3 separate regions of the Mus musculus genome follow, and regions 2 and 3 are each linked to region 1. The links are chromatin contacts, called in public ChIA-PET and Hi-C maps. All regions are on one chromosome and are shown on one strand. Each heading gives the region's core, a stretch centred on a gene start, on an enhancer-like site or on the middle of the called end of the contact. The rest is flanking DNA. Distances are from core to core; before and after follow the strand shown.

Region 1 (3,492 bases), core at 374-2,873:
ATTTTATATACAGAATTCAGTATTGCCTAATTCCCTATCCCCACAGCCATCCTCTCAGTTCACTGATGCTGTTTTTACCCTTCCCTCCATCAGAATGTGGAGCCAGGGCATGTCAGAGTATTATTACAGAGTCCAAATAAAGAGCTGGCTTTATTCTAGGTCTCTGGAAGCCACTGTCATGTTTAGTTTAGCGGACAGGGCAGGGAGAAAGACATCTGAAACAGACTGAAATAGAATCAAGGCAATGTAGAGAATTCTGTTTCAGAGACACTTCGGCAGCTTTAGGCAGGGACCAGATGTGAGATTATGAAAGAGAACAGTGTTCAAAGAACACCCCTGGTCAAAGCCTTAAGACAGAACCTACTGAGCACAGGATATCCGGCTTTTCACGATCTCCTTCCAGTCTATTCATCGCCTACTGCAGCTTCCCAATGAATGCAAAGTTCCTTAAGCACAAGGTTTATAGGCCCTATACACTGTTGCTATTTGTCAGCAGGTATTGAGTCTGTAACAGTTAATTGTCTGCTCACCCACTGAAGGATGTTTATGCTATCTCTGTGTCTTTAAGTATTGCAAGCAAGGCTGATTTAAACATCCTTGTACGGGTCTGTGATGAATAAGCCCTTTCCTTTCTCTTGGGTCAATACCAGGGAGTGGAAACTCAGGGAGCCAAGGTTATAAAGTACTAGTGTATGCAACGACACAGAAGAGTCTCAATAGAATTCTGATGAGTGAAGAAAGCCAGATCCTCCCCCTTAATGACAATACATATGAAATAATTATATTTATATAAAACTCCAGAAAAAGCAAGAGCTCTATAGTAAGTAAGTGGGCACTTACAGGACTAAACGGTAGGGAATGAGGCAAACATTATAGAAAGAGAGAGAACTTTGAGGGTGTGGCTATGTTCCTCATGTTACTATCTGTGATTGTTTCTCTGTTGTATGCATACCAAACACATGAAAGTGTACATTTGAATCGTGCAGCTTATAGTATGGCAAGTGTACCTCAAACTGTTAAAAAAAATTGCTGATTGAGTAAGCAGCAGCAGGCTTTCAGCAAAAATATACAGAATGATGCCAAGTTTTCACAACGGGTTAAAGCAATCCAGCATTAAATAAATGTTAGTGGAATTACCGTGGAGTGAATAAATAGCAGCTATTCAACGTGTTTTGAATGAATTAAAGAATTTGATAAGTATTTATTTTATGCTTATTATATACTGGGCAGTGTTCTAGGATCTCTGCCCTCAAACAGCTTTAGTTTTAGAGCAGTGGATGAAAGCAGCGTTGTTACACACGCGTGAAGGGTATGTGGCAAAGCATTTTAATATAGTCCCCCTCCTCCAAAGAGTGACCTAGAAGACAGCTAAAGACAGACTGTCTAGAAGATGAAAAGAAGTATTGAGATGCTGAAGAGAACGAACTTTGTGGAAAGAGAAATAAATCCACACCCCGAGCGTCAGGACGGCGTGCGCACGCGCAGAAACCGCTAGGCGGCGTCGGTTTCCCTTCTCACACGCGGACCTCGAAGTGGGCAGCCGTGGCCGGAGCGCCTGCGTCTGCGCAGAGCTAAGCCGGCCGGCGAAGGGGCGGGGCGTGGTGCGACGGGGCGTGGCCCAGAGGGCGGGGCTTTAGGTGATTCCCAAGCCACGGCTCAGGCCGTGCGGGGAAACCGAAAGTGGGCGGCGGCCGCCCTGGCGGAGGGAGCGGAGGGAGCCGGGCCCAGAGGCGCGGGCTTGGGCCGCGGGTCCCCGGGACGAGGTGAGCTCGGTCGGGGCGCGACAGGTGCGGGCGACGCGGGGCGGGCTGCGGGACGGCAGGGCACGGGCAGGACAGCGGCTGGGCGCGGCGCCTCAGGCCCGGGCCTGGTCCCCGCCGTGGCGGGGTTCCAGAGCGTCGTGCGTGACGCCCCGGGACGTCCACCCAGCCGGTCGCGGTGCAGCAGGAGCTGCAGAGGGGGGCGTGGGAGGCGCGCAGCTCTGAGCAGGAAGTAGCTCCCGGTCAGGAGCAACCGGCCTCGGCCGCCCGTGCTGGGCAGCGGTACCCGAGCTCTGCGCAGTTGTGCCAGCCCCGCGGGCCACACTGCGGCGGCCTCCGCCCTCGAGACCGGCCGGTGCAGGCCGCGCACATCACACAGGACCTACACGTAGCCGTTCCTGTCAACCGTGAGCGCTGGGGAGGAAACAAGCATTCACGGAGAAGTTGTCTTGGAAGTCAAGTGGGAGCTGACAGCCTTTCTGCTCCTGTCCGCTTGAGGGTACATTTCTGTCAATATCCAGGGCTACCACTACCCAGTCATCTTGGGGAGCAGGGAAGAGAGGTGTGTATAGATGTTAAAGCCCAACCCCAAAGGATTCTGATACCAACACCACAAACTAACCGAGAAAACCACGATTCGTGTTGGTGGTGCCCACCTATGCTCTGCAGGTGGACGTTTGCAGAGAAGTGTTCTTGGAACTAGAAACGCCTTTAGTGGCAGAAGTGTAATTTAGAACTAAATCCCTGTCTCTTCCCGACCTCCATGATGTGGATGAAAATGTGGCATTCTACAGTGCGGCCTTTGCAGATAATGTATTGGAATCTGAGCTTCTAAAGCTTAAATGTAAGGTCGGGAATCAATTGCACCTCTGGTCTCTAAGTCTGCTCAAGAACCGAATGGGAATAGCTAACTGACCCTTTGAAGTGTTCTCAAGACAAGATAAGTCTTTGGCTCATAATAATAATCTTCTAAAGAGGCTTTCTATTTACCCAAACTGCCCATATTTTACAGGTTGGGATTTCAAGGTTTTTGATGACAGGGACACGCAAATTTTTAGGATAAGTTAGCATATAGTGTAGACTCAGCTGACGTAGGCGAGCTTCAGTTACATGCAAAGGACTGTGCTGGCCATAGAGCCCGCAGCTCCTCAGCCCTTCTCTTTGGTAGATTTTCTCTTTGCTAAGACAGTGAGGCAGCACTTGGCAGTGCCTTAAGATTTTAGTCCCTGTGGATTGAAAGTGGAATGTAATCCCTGCTAATACCCTTTTAAATGCGCCACATGAGACTGGCTGGGTGAGCTATTGTGTTGCATCTGGAGTTTAAAGCTCCTAGAAGGATCGCTCTTTTTAAGTTTTCTAATATTTGTTGGGTGTTTAATAGAAATGTAAAGAAAATGCACTTTATAACTCAATTCTGGGTGCCTGTTTTATGTTTGATGAAGTATAAATAGCAAAAATTAAGCTTTGATGTAGAGGAAAATATCTGGATGCTTTCATGAGTCAGGAGTTTATCGTTGCTTGGAGTGAGTTTGACTTTCTTATTTCTATGAATTTGCTTTTTCTTTGTGCCAAACTTGCTGTTTCTTCTCTTCATCCCGTCTCTGTTCTTCATTGTTTCCAAAGTTCCCCCATGAGGCCAAAGATGTCTTTTCAAACAAACAAAAAGTTGGGTTTTTTGTTGTTGTTGTTGTTTTGTTTTTTTGTTTTTTTAGTTGAAGTATGTGTCAGTCAG
Region 2 (3,492 bases), core at 301-2,800, 220 kb after region 1:
CCATGGCTCTCCTAGTTTTCAGAGTCCAGGCCTCCCTAACTTGCTCAGGCCGACCTGGAACTCTAGCCCTGGCAGTTCTTGAACTCAAGATCCTCCTGTCTCAGCCTCCCCAGCAGCTCTGGTCACAGGCCCAGCAATCAGGCTACTACTTCGGCTACTTCTAGCTTTCCTAGTGCTCTGGACTTCTCGTGTGGAACTGAACTATACTGTCTCTGCACTTGCCAGGCTGTCTGACGTTGTAGAAACTCTCATGACTCTAGACGTTGCCAGCAGGTAGATGGACATTGGTAAGCCATTTATCCAACAGTGTCCATCCGCCTACAAATAATGAGAAACTGAGGGTGCAATTTCGGACTTACAAGATCTGCACTATAACCAACAAAGATAATGAAAAGTACTTTTTACTTTACAAAATGGTAAGTAAGGGCTTTCGATTTATTTTGAAAGATTCAAATCTAAGCTAGTTAGTTACAAGCCAGCTCTGCTGGTCAAGAGCAACAAATCAAATTCAATGGCAAGTCTAAAGGTACAAACAGCCATAAAATATACGCATTATTATTTATACCTGCTGCCAAAACAAGTACTTAACACACACACACATATGTGTGTGTATATATATATAAATATATACATACATATGTGTGTATATGTATATATGTATATACATACACACACACACACACACACACACACACACACACACATATATATATATATAGTGGAGTTGTGAAAGAGGGATTGAAAAGAAGTAAATTACTTTTGTAGAAATAACTCGGGTGAATTACTCCAAAGAGCAATACCAGCAGCCTAAAGCACAACGGACATTAAAACCGGAAAACAGCAAGACAGGGGCTACCCTAAAATGCCAAGTATAGCCAAAATGAACCCAGGGCAACATGCCACTCAGTAAAACAGGGTTACCAAGCCCTGCCCTTTCCATTTTCCAAGGTGTCCATAAGAATACAATAGAGTAACTCCCAAGTGCTAGGCTCTGCGAGTGTTATTCTACTTTGAGCCCTGGAAGGCGCGGCCCATGTAAAAGACTGGGTCAGGGTCAGTTCTGCTGGGTGCTGGCCTGGGAGACGGCGCAGGCTGAAAGCTCTGCACCATAGACGTGCCGGGCAAAGGGCACGACAGGGAAGGCCAGGGACCACAGAGACGCGGGCGTGCTCGGCTGTTCCCGCACACCGAGCCAGAGCGGGCGGCCAAGGCGCAGCGGGAAGGCCCGGGATGCGGTCACAAACCCGCGGGAGGGAGGCCCTACGCGCGCCCGTGGAGGGGACCCCACCTCCGGTGGCCGCCGCCGCGGGGTAGGGCCGCGCAGCCAGCCGAGCCTGGCGCAGCATCAGTGCCCGCTGTCGCTTCCGCTCCACGCTCGCGCGTACGGCGGCCGGCAGCTGCGCGGGCTCGTCCGCGGCCACGGGCTCAGGTGACGTCTGCTTTTCCTCGGCCGTCGCCATCGCCTACACACTCCGTAGGAAGGGAACGCGTATTGTTGGTGAACAGCGGAGCCACAAGTACCCGGCCCTACTCCATCACCAGGCAAGGAGAAGAGCTACGCATGCGCAGTCGAGGAGTCCTGGTGGAAAAGCCTATGAAGGGCGAGGCAGTACGCCTGCGCAGCCGAGGAGTGGTGGCGGAAGAGATGATAGTGCACTTGTTGACAAACAATCCGGACTAAGCGATGGGGGAGAATCAGGACTTTAAAGTCATCCCTGTGTTCCAGACCAGCCTGAGCTACATGAGACCCTGTCTCCAAAAGTAAAGAGAACATGGAAAAGAGCATTGGGAAAGAATGGCTGTGTGACAGCTAAAAAGCATGAGAAAACAGGAAGGCAACAGAGAAAAGTGGGACGTGGTATGAGCTCCAAACCCAGCTGCGGGCCATGGGTAGAGAGCCAAAGCCATAGCCACATGGAGAGCCAGACAGCCCCATGACAACAGACTGGCCATTCTATACACAAATGAAACCCTTGTTTTCATCCAGTGGGGGAAACGTGATGTGGCAGTGACTCCTCCTGTGTGAGCCATCTTTCCAAAGATGGCTTTGGAAAAGAAATGCACATTGTTACTCCCCGTGTTTTGGACCGATGTGCCAGGGGGCTTGTTCATAGCATAGCTGCTCCCGAAAACCAAAAGCTGGAATCTACCCAAATGTCCATCAACTTTTGAATGGCTAAACAATGCATAGTATTACCATACAATGAACTATTTTTCTTCAAACATGAGAAAAATGAAGCGCTGGTCCATGCTACGACATGACTGAACTTTGAAAATGTTACTCTAAGAGGAAAAAGCCATTCACAAATGCATATGTTTATGTGAAACTCACAGAATAAGCAAGCCCGCCATAACAGAAAGCAGTCCAGAGGTTCCTAGAGTTTGCAGCTAAGGAGTAACCAGGAGGAGATGCTCCTCTGTAGGTATGAGGCTGCCTCCTGAGGTGATGAGAATTCTAGAACTAGACACTCTTGATGATTGTGCAACTCTGTGGATGTATTTTCTGGCCAGAGCAGGGAATCTGAGCACCAGAATTATAAAGAACCCCACCTCCACCCCACCCCTGGGTAGCACCAAACCTTAAGTGGCAGCACCTGTGATGACCACCACAGTCTCTGCACATTTCTGGCTTGGTGGCTGAGGGAATGAGGTAACAGGATCTCCCCCAAAATAACCTCTGAGAGTGGCCAGTGCTCAGAATCCTCTCCCCCACAAAGCACCGAATCTGACAGGTTGCAGGGTGTGGCTCAGGTGCGTCCTGAGCCCCAGTGTTTTGAAACTCTTGGCAACTTGTTCTTCCTTTCCAGGTTAACTCCCTCTCCTTTGGCTCAGGGACTTTTTGTGATAGAGTTTCAGGTAACCAGGTCTGAACTGTGAGCTGGCGCCTCAGCTCAAAGCAGTCTCCCTCTTCAGAAAGGAAGAGTGCTCGCCCTCATCTGTACACTCCACTGGGTGACAAAGGCTACGGGTTTGCTCAGAGCAAAACACATGAGTCACTTGGTGGGGGTACAAAAGGAAAAAGGGCAGGGACAGCAAACCAGGGGCCCTGTCCTTGCCTCTTCCCATCCTGTCTCGAGGAAACCATGACTGTATCCACTTTCCCACATTATACCTCCTTCACCTCCCAGACTGACAGATCCTGACTAAACAAGGAAGCTGCGTAAAGGACAGAGAGCATTGAAACCCCAATGGAACTGAAGGAAAGTAGACTCTGAAAAAGGGAATCCAGGAAGATGGGGTAAGACACGGACAGAGGCCGTGCTCAGACTGTCTCTCTGTGTGCATGACTGGGCTGTTTTTCCTCTGATTCCCTGAGGTTTTGGCCCTTAAATGCAGTCACCTTGGCCATCACTGGCACCCACTCACAACAGAAGCATGTCTTTGAGCAGGTTTTCATGTCACTGAGAGCTCCCGGGCTGAGGACCCAGCACACAGCAATGAATTAGTCCTATTCTTCCTCTCCTGGAGCTTCCGGTCTAATCTGGTCTGGTC
Region 3 (3,492 bases), core at 519-3,018, 180 kb after region 1:
GAGTGGGGAACACCCTCATAGAGGCAGGGGAGAGGATGGGACGGGGGTTCCGAAGGGGAGACCTGGAAAGAGGAAAACATTTGAAATATAAAGAAAATCATATATATATATAATTCTTGTTAGCCAGATATTTTATTTAAGCCCTATTAAAAAGTCTCCCCAGTATTGCATTTATGAATAAAAAAGATGGGGGGAGCTGTGTGGCTCAGTTATAGAATGCTTGCCTACCATCTAACCATGGAAAGAATAGTTAATAAATAAAATTGACTAGCATGTATTTTTTTTTTAATTGCCCTTTTAAACTTGTTCAGGTGCGACGGGATTGGTATGTGTATGCGTTTCTGTCATCCTTGCCCTGGGTTGGAAAGGAGTTGTATGAAAAAAAAGATGCAGAAATGGACCGAATCTTCTCCACCACTGAAAGCTATCTCAAGTAAGGCCTCGCTCGCCCGTGCTTCCTTGTTTGCATGAAGATGTCCTGTTGATGCAATAAATGCCTTAAGTTCTCTGTTGGCAATAACACCACTTCATTTCCACTTTTAAAAAACAAAACAGAACCATCAGGTTATAGAAAATGTTCATTTAATTTCATTCTCCTGCTGCCATAACTCACTAAGACCTCAGTACTTTGTTAGAGCGACAAGTTGGTAACGAGTCTTTTAAGCTGTTTTCATATGGTCATGATAGAACACTGCAGTATAACAGCTCCTCTAGCTAGAGTTCTAGTGTTCGTAAGCTCAGAGTCACCTGTGGCTCAAAGTTACCCCTCTGCTAGGCTACTGAGTTGACTGGCAGAAGTTCAGACATGTTACTGATGTGTTCTGAATAGGAGCACTGCCCTGGCACAGTTTTATTTCATACATGTTAATTCTAAGCCAAGCCCTTCCCCAGGCCAGTGTGAAAAACAAGCTTTATTTTATTAGGTCCAATCAAACAATGGGCCTTATTAGTGAGCGTCCCTAGTTAGTTCACACCAATTATGTCATTAGACAGTGAATGGCCCTGAGCTCCTTCGGCTTCCATAGACCGACTTCTGTCATACTTCTTTGAATACCGTTAACATTGCTTTGTTTGGTGCAAATGAACATGACATCTAAAGACTTTTTTTACATATCTGTGTGCATGTAAATGTGACTGTGGAGACACATGCTGATCTTACACAGATGTCAGTAACACAGTGTGTGAACACTTACTTGCATGCATATGCACTTATTTCCATGCTTTTTTCTTTGCAGTTATATAAAAGCACATGGTTCCATCTGATTGGGTTTATTAACAGTATTATTATTATTTTTTTGAAATAGGACATAATTTCTCTTTATTAGTCCACACTATGTGGATATTTATTCTGTGCAGGTTCCTGGTACGATAAACAAGATGGGAATATTCTTGTGTATATGTGTGCACATATATTTGCAGCTGTATTTATGGGGATATGAATTCATGGAAATGACATTGTTGGGTAAACATTCAGAACAGTTGAGATTTTGACAGACATCGTCAGATTTGCCATCAGTGTTTGAGATACAGAAATACCTATATCCTGATGATCTGTAAGCCATTATCAAAAATGTTAATCTGCTGATCTGATGGACAGAAATGTTTTTCATTGTTTTAGTCAATCACGAGAACCATTGAATGGCTTTTACGTTTTAAATCCTAAGTGTAGACTTTCCTTTTATCTTTAGAAGACGCCAGAAGACTCACGTGCCCATGTTACAAGTCTGGACTGCCGACAAACCACATCCACAGGAAGAGGTGAACTGATTTCCATCTTGTAATGTAAACCTAGTTCTTGAGTAGATTCTTACCTCTGTAACGTGCTTAAACTGAGTCAGTGACATGGCTCGGTGGGTCAAGGTGCTGCCGCCAACCTGGCCCGGCACTGGGTTCCCAGGACCCACACTGTGGAAGAAGGAACCTGATTCCTAAAGGTTTTCCTCTGAGCTCGTATGTGCTCTGTGGATTGTGTGCTGCACAAATGAGTAAAACTACAACCTCAGACAATGTTCAGCCTGTTGTACTTGTACGTCTTAGCTGGGTTTCTAAATACTTGAGCAAGGAGTTCATTTCCTCAGAGTCTGAAGCATAGAGGGGCTAGTTAGTAGATGTTAGAATGTAATTGAAACAGCCCCTTGCTTTTTAGAATACCAATTTCCAAAGACTTGACAAGTTTTATATCGAAATACTCAAGTAACAACTCCAGGTGTGCTTCTGAAAACAAACTGCTTCAGTAGAAAGGACAGTGGGCCTGCTCAGTAGTTGAGGACGGCCCGAGAGAGAGCTGGGGGCTACAGGAGAGTGAGTCTGCTCAGTAGGTTGAGGGTGGCCTGAGATAGAGCTGGGGACTACAAAGGGAGAGCAACACCTGACAGGAGCTGTCCTCTGACCTACATGTGACTCTGTAGCAAGTGTGTGCACATTAATGTAATTTAAGATTTTAAATAAAAACAGAAACTTAATACCATTCCTTACTACTGTATGAAATACTAAACTAGTTCACTTTGCTGTGCATTAGATGGTAGGCTTTTCTGTATTGTTTAGCCAAAATGTATCTATTAAACATTAAAATCTCTTTTTAGTATTTAGATTGCCTGTGGGCCCAGATTCAGAAATTGAAAAAAGACCGGTGGCAGGAGAGGCACATCCTAAGACCCTACCTTGCCTTTGACAGCATCCTCTGTGAAGCTCTGCAGCACAACCTGCCTCCTTTCACACCGCCGCCCCACACAGAGGACTCCGTGTACCCGATGCCCAGGGTCATCTTCAGGATGTTTGACTACACAGACGACCCAGAAGTACGTGAGTGCCGGACACCTCCAGGGAAAGCCTGGCCTGAAGCTGCACTTGTGACTTCGTTTCCTTTGACTAATATTTTGAGACAGGGTTCTTTCTCTGGAATCCAGATTGGCTTTGAGTTTACAAATTCTCGGATCTCAGCCTTTCAGGAGCTGGGATTACAGACTTGTACCACTTTGCCCAGCTCTGAAATTACCTTTGAAACTTCAGGTTTTTGTTTTTGTTTTTGTAACATAAGAAGATTGGAAATCAATTTAGTGTTTTAATTCAGCAAACTTATATCTCATTGTTTTAACAGTCTAGAGGGTTAAGTTGAGAGTCAAGTTAGCTAGCATTTTCATGCAAATACTACCTGGGCCCACATGGGAGTAATTTCCTTCTTTTGCCTTGTCCTTGTATCTCTAGGCAGGTTAAATTATTATCACATGTAAGATACCTTGAACAATGACTCTTCTAGTGAGGGCTCAGTTTTAGCTGTAGGGTAGGGGTGTGTTGTGTGCTTGGGGTAGCCAGAGGTTGGCTCCAGCTGCCAGTCATTGCTCTTCGCCTTTGCGGGATGGGTTGGCAAGGTCTTTCAAAGAACCTGGAGCCCACCATTGTAGCTACACTGAATGGCTCCTAAGCCCTACAAATCTCCCTATCTTGAGGTTCCCACAATGCTGGGGATAGAGGTACATGCCACCTGGTCTGGGG

Evidence for each region. A called contact is a pair of places that touch in the nucleus more often than the background predicts. ChIA-PET counts read pairs in DNA pulled down with a chosen protein or histone mark.
Region 2: a contact with region 1 is called in a Hi-C map of natural killer cells, with 4 times the contacts expected there. The contact joins the promoter of Xpa here to the promoter of Tdrd7 in region 1. A contact is called at or near these places in 8 of 39 promoter capture datasets (the C10 cell line, cranial neural crest, embryonic stem cells and 5 more), 3 of 484 Hi-C or Micro-C datasets (erythroblasts, natural killer cells and uterus), 1 of 115 datasets of contacts at active chromatin or transcription factors (memory CD8 T cells) and 3 of 9 other capture datasets (adipose tissue, liver and pancreatic islet).
Region 3: a contact with region 1 is called in an RNA polymerase II ChIA-PET map of memory CD8 T cells, with 5 read pairs. The contact joins the enhancer-like site here to the promoter of Tdrd7 in region 1. A contact is called at or near these places in 11 of 39 promoter capture datasets (the 3T3-L1 cell line, 3T3-L1-derived adipocytes, the C10 cell line and 7 more), 3 of 115 datasets of contacts at active chromatin or transcription factors (effector CD8 T cells, fetal liver and memory CD8 T cells) and 3 of 9 other capture datasets (adipose tissue, liver and pancreatic islet).

Annotation. Positions count from the first base shown.
Region 1 is chr4:45,970,674-45,974,165 of GRCm38.p6, forward strand. It overlaps Tdrd7 (tudor domain containing 7), which reads left to right and starts at 1,624. Exons shown (of 17, transcript NM_146142.2): 1 at 1,624-1,763.
Region 2 is chr4:46,194,761-46,198,252 of GRCm38.p6, forward strand. It overlaps Xpa (xeroderma pigmentosum, complementation group A), which reads right to left and starts at 1,551. Exons shown (of 6, transcript NM_011728.2): 1 at 1,289-1,551. The coding sequence starts at 1,460.
Region 3 is chr4:46,150,328-46,153,819 of GRCm38.p6, forward strand. Ncbp1 (nuclear cap binding protein subunit 1) reads left to right here. Exons shown (of 23, transcript NM_001033201.3): 6 at 312-433; 7 at 1,689-1,758; 8 at 2,583-2,798. Among named protein-coding and RNA genes, the nearest start is that of Ncbp1, 14 kb to the left of the region's middle. Within about 2 kb of position 1,769, at least 21 of the 459 cell types and tissues checked have an H3K27ac peak or open chromatin away from gene starts, as enhancers often do. A contact at or near this core is called in effector CD8 T cells and memory CD8 T cells, where this site is marked.